2 separate regions of the Mus musculus genome follow, and region 1 is linked to region 2. A link is a contact called in public HiChIP or PLAC-seq data. All regions are on one chromosome and are shown on one strand. The core of a region is the stretch at or near the end of the contact, and the rest is flanking DNA. Distances in the headings are between cores, read along the strand shown. Region 1 overlaps Fryl (FRY like transcription coactivator). Region 2 holds the start of 1700071G01Rik (a long non-coding RNA gene).

The links. HiChIP or PLAC-seq counts read pairs in DNA pulled down with a chosen protein or histone mark.
Region 1: an H3K27ac HiChIP or PLAC-seq map of embryonic stem cells shows a contact between it and region 2, with 13 read pairs. The contact joins the enhancer-like site here to the promoter of 1700071G01Rik in region 2. A contact is called at or near these places in 1 of 15 datasets of contacts at CTCF or cohesin (the NIH/3T3 cell line), 6 of 484 Hi-C or Micro-C datasets (the AML12 cell line, CD4 T cells, embryonic stem cells and 3 more), 5 of 115 datasets of contacts at active chromatin or transcription factors (effector CD8 T cells and embryonic stem cells) and 2 of 9 other capture datasets (adipose tissue and pancreatic islet).

Annotation. Positions count from the first base shown.
Region 1 is chr5:73,209,237-73,212,247 of GRCm38.p6, forward strand. All of the region lies in intron 2 of Fryl (FRY like transcription coactivator), which reads right to left. Among named protein-coding and RNA genes, the nearest start is that of Fryl, 46 kb to the right of the region's middle. Within about 2 kb of position 1,630, at least 72 of the 459 cell types and tissues checked have an H3K27ac peak or open chromatin away from gene starts, as enhancers often do. A contact at or near this core is called in adipose tissue, effector CD8 T cells and embryonic stem cells, where this site is marked.
Region 2 is chr5:73,155,591-73,158,448 of GRCm38.p6, forward strand. It overlaps 1700071G01Rik (a long non-coding RNA gene), which reads left to right and starts at 1,428. Exons shown (of 2, transcript XR_377011.4): 1 at 1,428-1,602; 2 at 2,107-2,288. The region is part of intron 3 of Fryl (FRY like transcription coactivator); the gene reads right to left.

The DNA.
Region 1 (3,011 bases), core at 380-2,879, 54 kb after region 2:
TAACTCCTCCCACATTCATCTCCCACTCCAAGAGGCTGATTCTTTAAAGGCCTTTTAAGTTACATAGTCAAGCTCAATAAACAGTACCACCTCACTGTAAGTCTCCCCAGCACAGCCCCCCAGGGTGCCTGGACCTAGAGCCAGAGGCTATCATGTACCCAGGTTACATAACGACTGTTGGCTCTGCCCTCTGAAGTGGCTGTGTGCTGCTGCCTCCTCCCCACGTTTATGAAAGAAAGGATTGTGCTGAGTACAGATTAGCGGTTCCTCCCTAGAAATTTGTAAAAGATAATCAGTAATTTATTCAGATCAACATCCCCTACACAGAAAATAACGAATTTCAAAGTTAGTAACAAAACATTCCGAGTTGATTTGGTCACTACATTTGACCATATAGAGAAAAAAAAAAAAAAAAAAAAAAAACATGCCACAAAACTGAATTCTCCTCTTACAGAGCACAACCCGTAACTGGGAGAACCCCCACCCCACCCCTGAATGGAAGTCAGCAACACCCCTCCGACTCCGCCCTTCACGGTGGCTAACTTTGGTCTAAGAAAGCTACAAATACAGGAGTGGAGAATTCAGAGTTGGTTCACTGCACCCTAAGAAATGACACCCTAGAAATTCAAGCTAATTAAGAGCACAACAAGAAAACCAGCACCTGTCACCGACAGCCCACTAGGCGGGACGAGCTGCGGCTGGCGCTCCACACGCACGCCTTCATTTTAATCCAGCTAACCACAACCTTTGCACATGTTCAACTTTACAGACAGGGGAACTGAGAGAAAGAACACTGGTGAATGACCCTGAAATACTGAACGTCTGGCTCTCTTAACAGAATACGCTGCTGGGTGGATTTACATCACATTCTGTGACCCCAATACGTTCTCGTGTGATCAGAACTCTCAAAACCAAAGAAACTAAAAGAACCCATGCTGTGACCGGCGAGTCAGAGATGACTTTATATTTCACAGACTAAATCCAATCCTTGTTGTTGAGATCTAATTATTCAAGTCTGGTGGACCAACGTTGTCATGAAGGGAAGCGGCCGTGGCATTTCAGCCATGATTCTTAAATGTGAGCTCCAGTCTACAGCACATGCTTTCTGAAGAAGGCCACTAACAGCCTCAACACCGTGACTGTCCACACGTCGGCTGCGTCCACCTTGGAGGGTGGGCCTGGCTAGCCCTGGAGGGATCAGCTGTCGTCGCTGTGGCTTATATGAAAACCTGTCCACTCGAGTCATCTTCTGTGGACCCCTCTGCCTTACTCCACGCTCAGTGTTGAGACACTATTTGGTCCTTGGCTCAGTGTCCTAAAATTCAGTCATCTGAATAAACGCCTCGAGTGTGGTCTCTGGACCAGCTTCACTTCTGGGCTTACGTTGCTCTTCTCACTGAGGATTTTGACATACCCTGGAATCAGTAGGCAAAATTAAATATTAACTGGAAGATGTATTGGAGAAATGTGAGCCGTAAAGCAATGCTGTTGAGGCCTTCTGGAAACTGGGCGCCAGGAGCAGAGGAGAGCATGGGAGCAGCCCATCCGACCATCAAGCCACACCCTACACGGAGGGCAGGCAAATGTGAAACTAGAACTGGGGTCTCCCTGCAGAGTGTGCCCTGGAGTGTATGACTCACCCGGTTCTCAGACCATCCTTCTAGACCTCGCTGTGGGAGAACATTCTACAATGTGTAAATGAGGTTGTTGGGAAAACAAGAAACAAAAGCCATCTTTTTAATAGGCCGTGCTTCTGAAGTCACACTGTGATTGTACTAAAAACTAATTCGGGTGTGGCTCTATAAATGGGGGGCAGAGAGGAGACTTGGAGAGGGCCAAGGGAGGACCTGACTCATGTCTCCCACCTTGGCAGGTTTCTTCGGCATGGCTGCCAGTTACACAAGCCCTACCTGGAGTGCAATCTCGTTGATCTTACTCGTGAAGCCTTTACAAACCCATCGAACCAGGAGCTACACAGCATTTGTCAGCTTTGTAGACTTGCCATTTTCTAAAGAAAAACTTCCTTTATCACTCTAAACCATAAGCAATATTAGTGGGGATCAGCAGCACATGGGAATTTGTTTCTTACCTATGGACACCTAATGTTTCAAAATCATTTTTGAAAACTCTAAAATCCTATTCCCAGAAGCTAAGTCTCAAAAATCCTAATTTCATCTTAAGCAAAGTTCATTATAAAACTTCCATTATAATGTTTGACCTTAATATAAGCAAGATACTACTGCTAACGTCAGAATGTTTAAAACACTGTAATATGTCCTTTTGCTTTTTTAAAGGGTTTAAAAGGTTTCTGCTTTCCTACATCTCAGATCCCAAAAATAAACCCATCTGGTAAGGAACCAAAATTTTCATAACCACACATCCCCTTCATTACATCCAGAAAGACTAACAGACAAAAAGCAGTTCTTTAATTCAATAGGTAGGCCAAAGCAACGAAAAGGTTAATATCTGAAAACTCTTACGTAAAAGAAAATCAGCAAACGTCACCCCTCAACAAAAAAAATTTCCATTATGAGTCCAGAAAAATGGCCTCATCAGACACAGCTGTCATCAGTGGCCCGGTTAGGGAATACTAAGACACGACAATGCAGTCAAAGCAGCAGACTCATTCAGAAGAAGAAAGAGGGGGAAAGGAGACAAGGAGAGGACTAAGGTGTGAATGAGCAGAAACCGAGAAGGGTTTTTTCTTTTTAAACAAAAAATAAAGTCATTTTGCAGGCTATCACTAACGAGCAACCGTCCCATCTTGTCACAGAAGAAACATTGCTGACTGGCCCTGATATACAAACAAAATCCCGCTTGAGGGCCGAGTAAACCTGCCTTACTAATACGCAAAGGATCACTGTTAATCTAGAAATCAGTCGGGAGGGTGATCCTTCCGATGCCGTCCTAGGGCCGGGAAAAGCACAGGTTCATGCCAATACGCTCCGTCCTTATGGCTTTATTGGTCACTCTCTGCCACGTGAAAACTGAACACCTAGTGTTCTGGCTTC
Region 2 (2,858 bases), core at 178-2,677:
CTGTGGCCCTGGGCACATACGTAGCAGAGAGGACTGCCTTGTCCGGCCTCAGTGGGAGAGGGTGAACCTAATCCTGTAGAGACTTGATGCACACTGGGAAGGGCGCTGGGGGGAGGCAACCTCTCAGAGGCAAAGGGGAGGAGGGATGATGAGAACAACTCTGGGAAGGGGGACTAGGAGAGGGGAACATTTGGAATGTAAATAAATAAAATAATTAACGGAAATTAATTAATTAATTAATTAAAGTCCATATTCAGAAGCTGGTATGTTCCCCGCTAAGAACATGCATCCATAGCTTATTAATTCTAACCCCTCAATACTCTGCTTCTATCGTGTGTGAATGAAATCATTTTCCCCTTACTAGTTAGTTCAGTGTTTCTCTTCTCATTCAGCCATAACAGATAGCAAAACTAAAACCTGCGCTTGTTCTACCAACAGCCGTTTCGAAAATGTTTATTTATCCTCATCTAAACTATTCCCACCAAAAACAGTTTCTAAACATAGAAGCCCTGGGGCAGCTCTGGCGTGTGATCCATGTTTTTCACCTGAAGTCTACCACAGAAAGATTCTATAGACTAAAGCTCGAGGAAGACGAGGAAGACAACCCCCACTAAGACGACCCCCACTACTTACTCTGCTAGAGGCTTCCAGTTACAATGCTCTTGACTCCGACCTCGGAAGCTCGGCTCAGAAACCATTCTAAACCCCGGAGATAAGGCAGTATTTAATGAAGATGCTGGAGGTTGGGTTGGGGAAGGTGATCATGAGGCCCCACAGTTAGCAGACAGCCCTGGGCAGGTGATGCTGGGGCAGTGAGAGGCAATTCTCTTTGGGGCGTGGCTCTTGGGGAGTTGCCAATGCTCTAGTGGCTGGCACCACACCCACGTGTGTAGGAACAGCACTGAACAGATTCAGGCGGTATTAACAAGAAAAGAGAAAGGCATGGATTTGGAAAGGGTCTGGGATAAAAGCTGAGGCAGGAGGACTGTAAGCTCACTGTCTGCGCCACACAGTAAGCCCTGATCTCAAATAAAGTAAACGTGGGAAATTTACAGCTCGGACAGAAAAGCAGTGCATGCCACAGTCCAGTTAAGCAGGGTGTGGTCGCTAGACCCAACGAAGGCACCGAGAAGCCACTGGTTTACAAGGCCACTGACCAACACGAGCTTAGAAATGCAGCACTGCAAATTTGTTTCAAGGACTTTCCTGGGTAGAGTGCTTTTCAAAACAGAGCCGGGGAGAGGGGGTGCCCTCCACAAATGCCCTGTAAAATGTTCCAAGGCTGCTATGGCTGTGGTTTCAGCAGGCCCAGGTACAGCTGGTACTGACAGTAGAACTTGGCACCACCCACATGATGGTGGCTGAGCGGGCACTTGGAATGCAAAAGTTACAGTTACCCTAGCAGCTTCCACCAAGATTCCGAAGGACAGTCTGAGAGGGTCAAAGAGTGAGCAGTAAGACCCTTCACCTAGTGCACAGCAGGGCAGACTGCCAAGTCTTGATAGTGCAAGGATGCACAGATGTTGGCATAGAACAACACCTACTACGGGAAGCTGCAGACAACCTGAGAAACCTGTCCAAGAGATAAGCCCTACGCAATGAGTGAGGCCCGTGAGACAGGGCAAACCAGACCCTTGGGAACCATTCCCCAGAACGGGCCCCAGGTCCTCCATGAGGAGCTTTGGGATTTAATGCTTGCTCTGCTGCCTATCTAGCCTTGCCTGGGGCCAGCCCCTCTTAACCATTTTCTTCCTATTGCTGGCTTCTGAAATAGCTCATTCTGTGCCTGCCCAGACATGTAACTTAGCAATATATATTTCAGTTTGATTTGGAAGGGGGGGGGGCAGGAGATGAGGGTTGATTTTGCCTTCAGCTTCAGAAGAGACCATGAATTTGGACTTTAGGGAAATGTTGGAACACAGTTTTCACTGTGACATAGATTAGAAACCTCTGGGGCTGGGATCGGAAGGCTACAGCTTAGATGTTAAGTGTGTTATGGGTTTGGTTCAAAGGGTGGCACGATTGAGGGGTGGCACAGTGGCTGAACCAGAAGCACTCCCTAGGGAACCGTGGGTCTCTGACTACTCCCTCCCTCTTCCTTTCTAGGTTTCTGCTTTACCATGTGACTCCAACAGAGGCCTAGAAACAGTGGGCTAATCCAGCCACGCTCTAGGAACCATAACAAACCCTTTCTCTTTATAAGAAATTGGCTCAGGCATTACGATGAAAAGCTGTGTAACACAGGCTTTGAGGCATAAAACCGATTTCTATTAAATGTAGAAACAAAATGAAGACACTGATTTCTGCTTCATTATTCTACACCACTCTGGAGGCTACCTGCAATATAAGTATGCAACAATATGGGAAATTTGTCCAGGCAACAGTGGAGCACCCTTTAATCCCAGCACTCGGGAGGCAGAGGCAGGCTAATATCTGTGAGTTCAAGGCCAGCCTGGTCTACAGAGCGAGTATCAGGATAGCCAGGGCTACACCGAGAAACTCTGTCTTAAAAAATGAGAGGGAGTGGTTGTACAAGCCTGCAATCCCACCAACAATGGAGGAGTGTTCCTCTTTCTCCACATCCTCGCCAGCATCTGCTGTCACCTGACTCTAGCTGCATATGTATGGAAAGAGAGGCCCATTGGACACGCAGACTTTGTGTGCCCCGGTACAGGGGAACGCCAGGGCCAAAGGGGGGGAGTGGGTGGGTAGGGGAGTGGGGGTGGGTGGGTAAGGGGGACTTTTGGTATAGCATTGGAAATGTAAATGAGCTAAATACCTAATAAAAAATGGAAAAAAAAATGAGAGGGAGAGAGAGAGAGAATTGAATCATTCTTATAAATATTTGAAAAACTAGA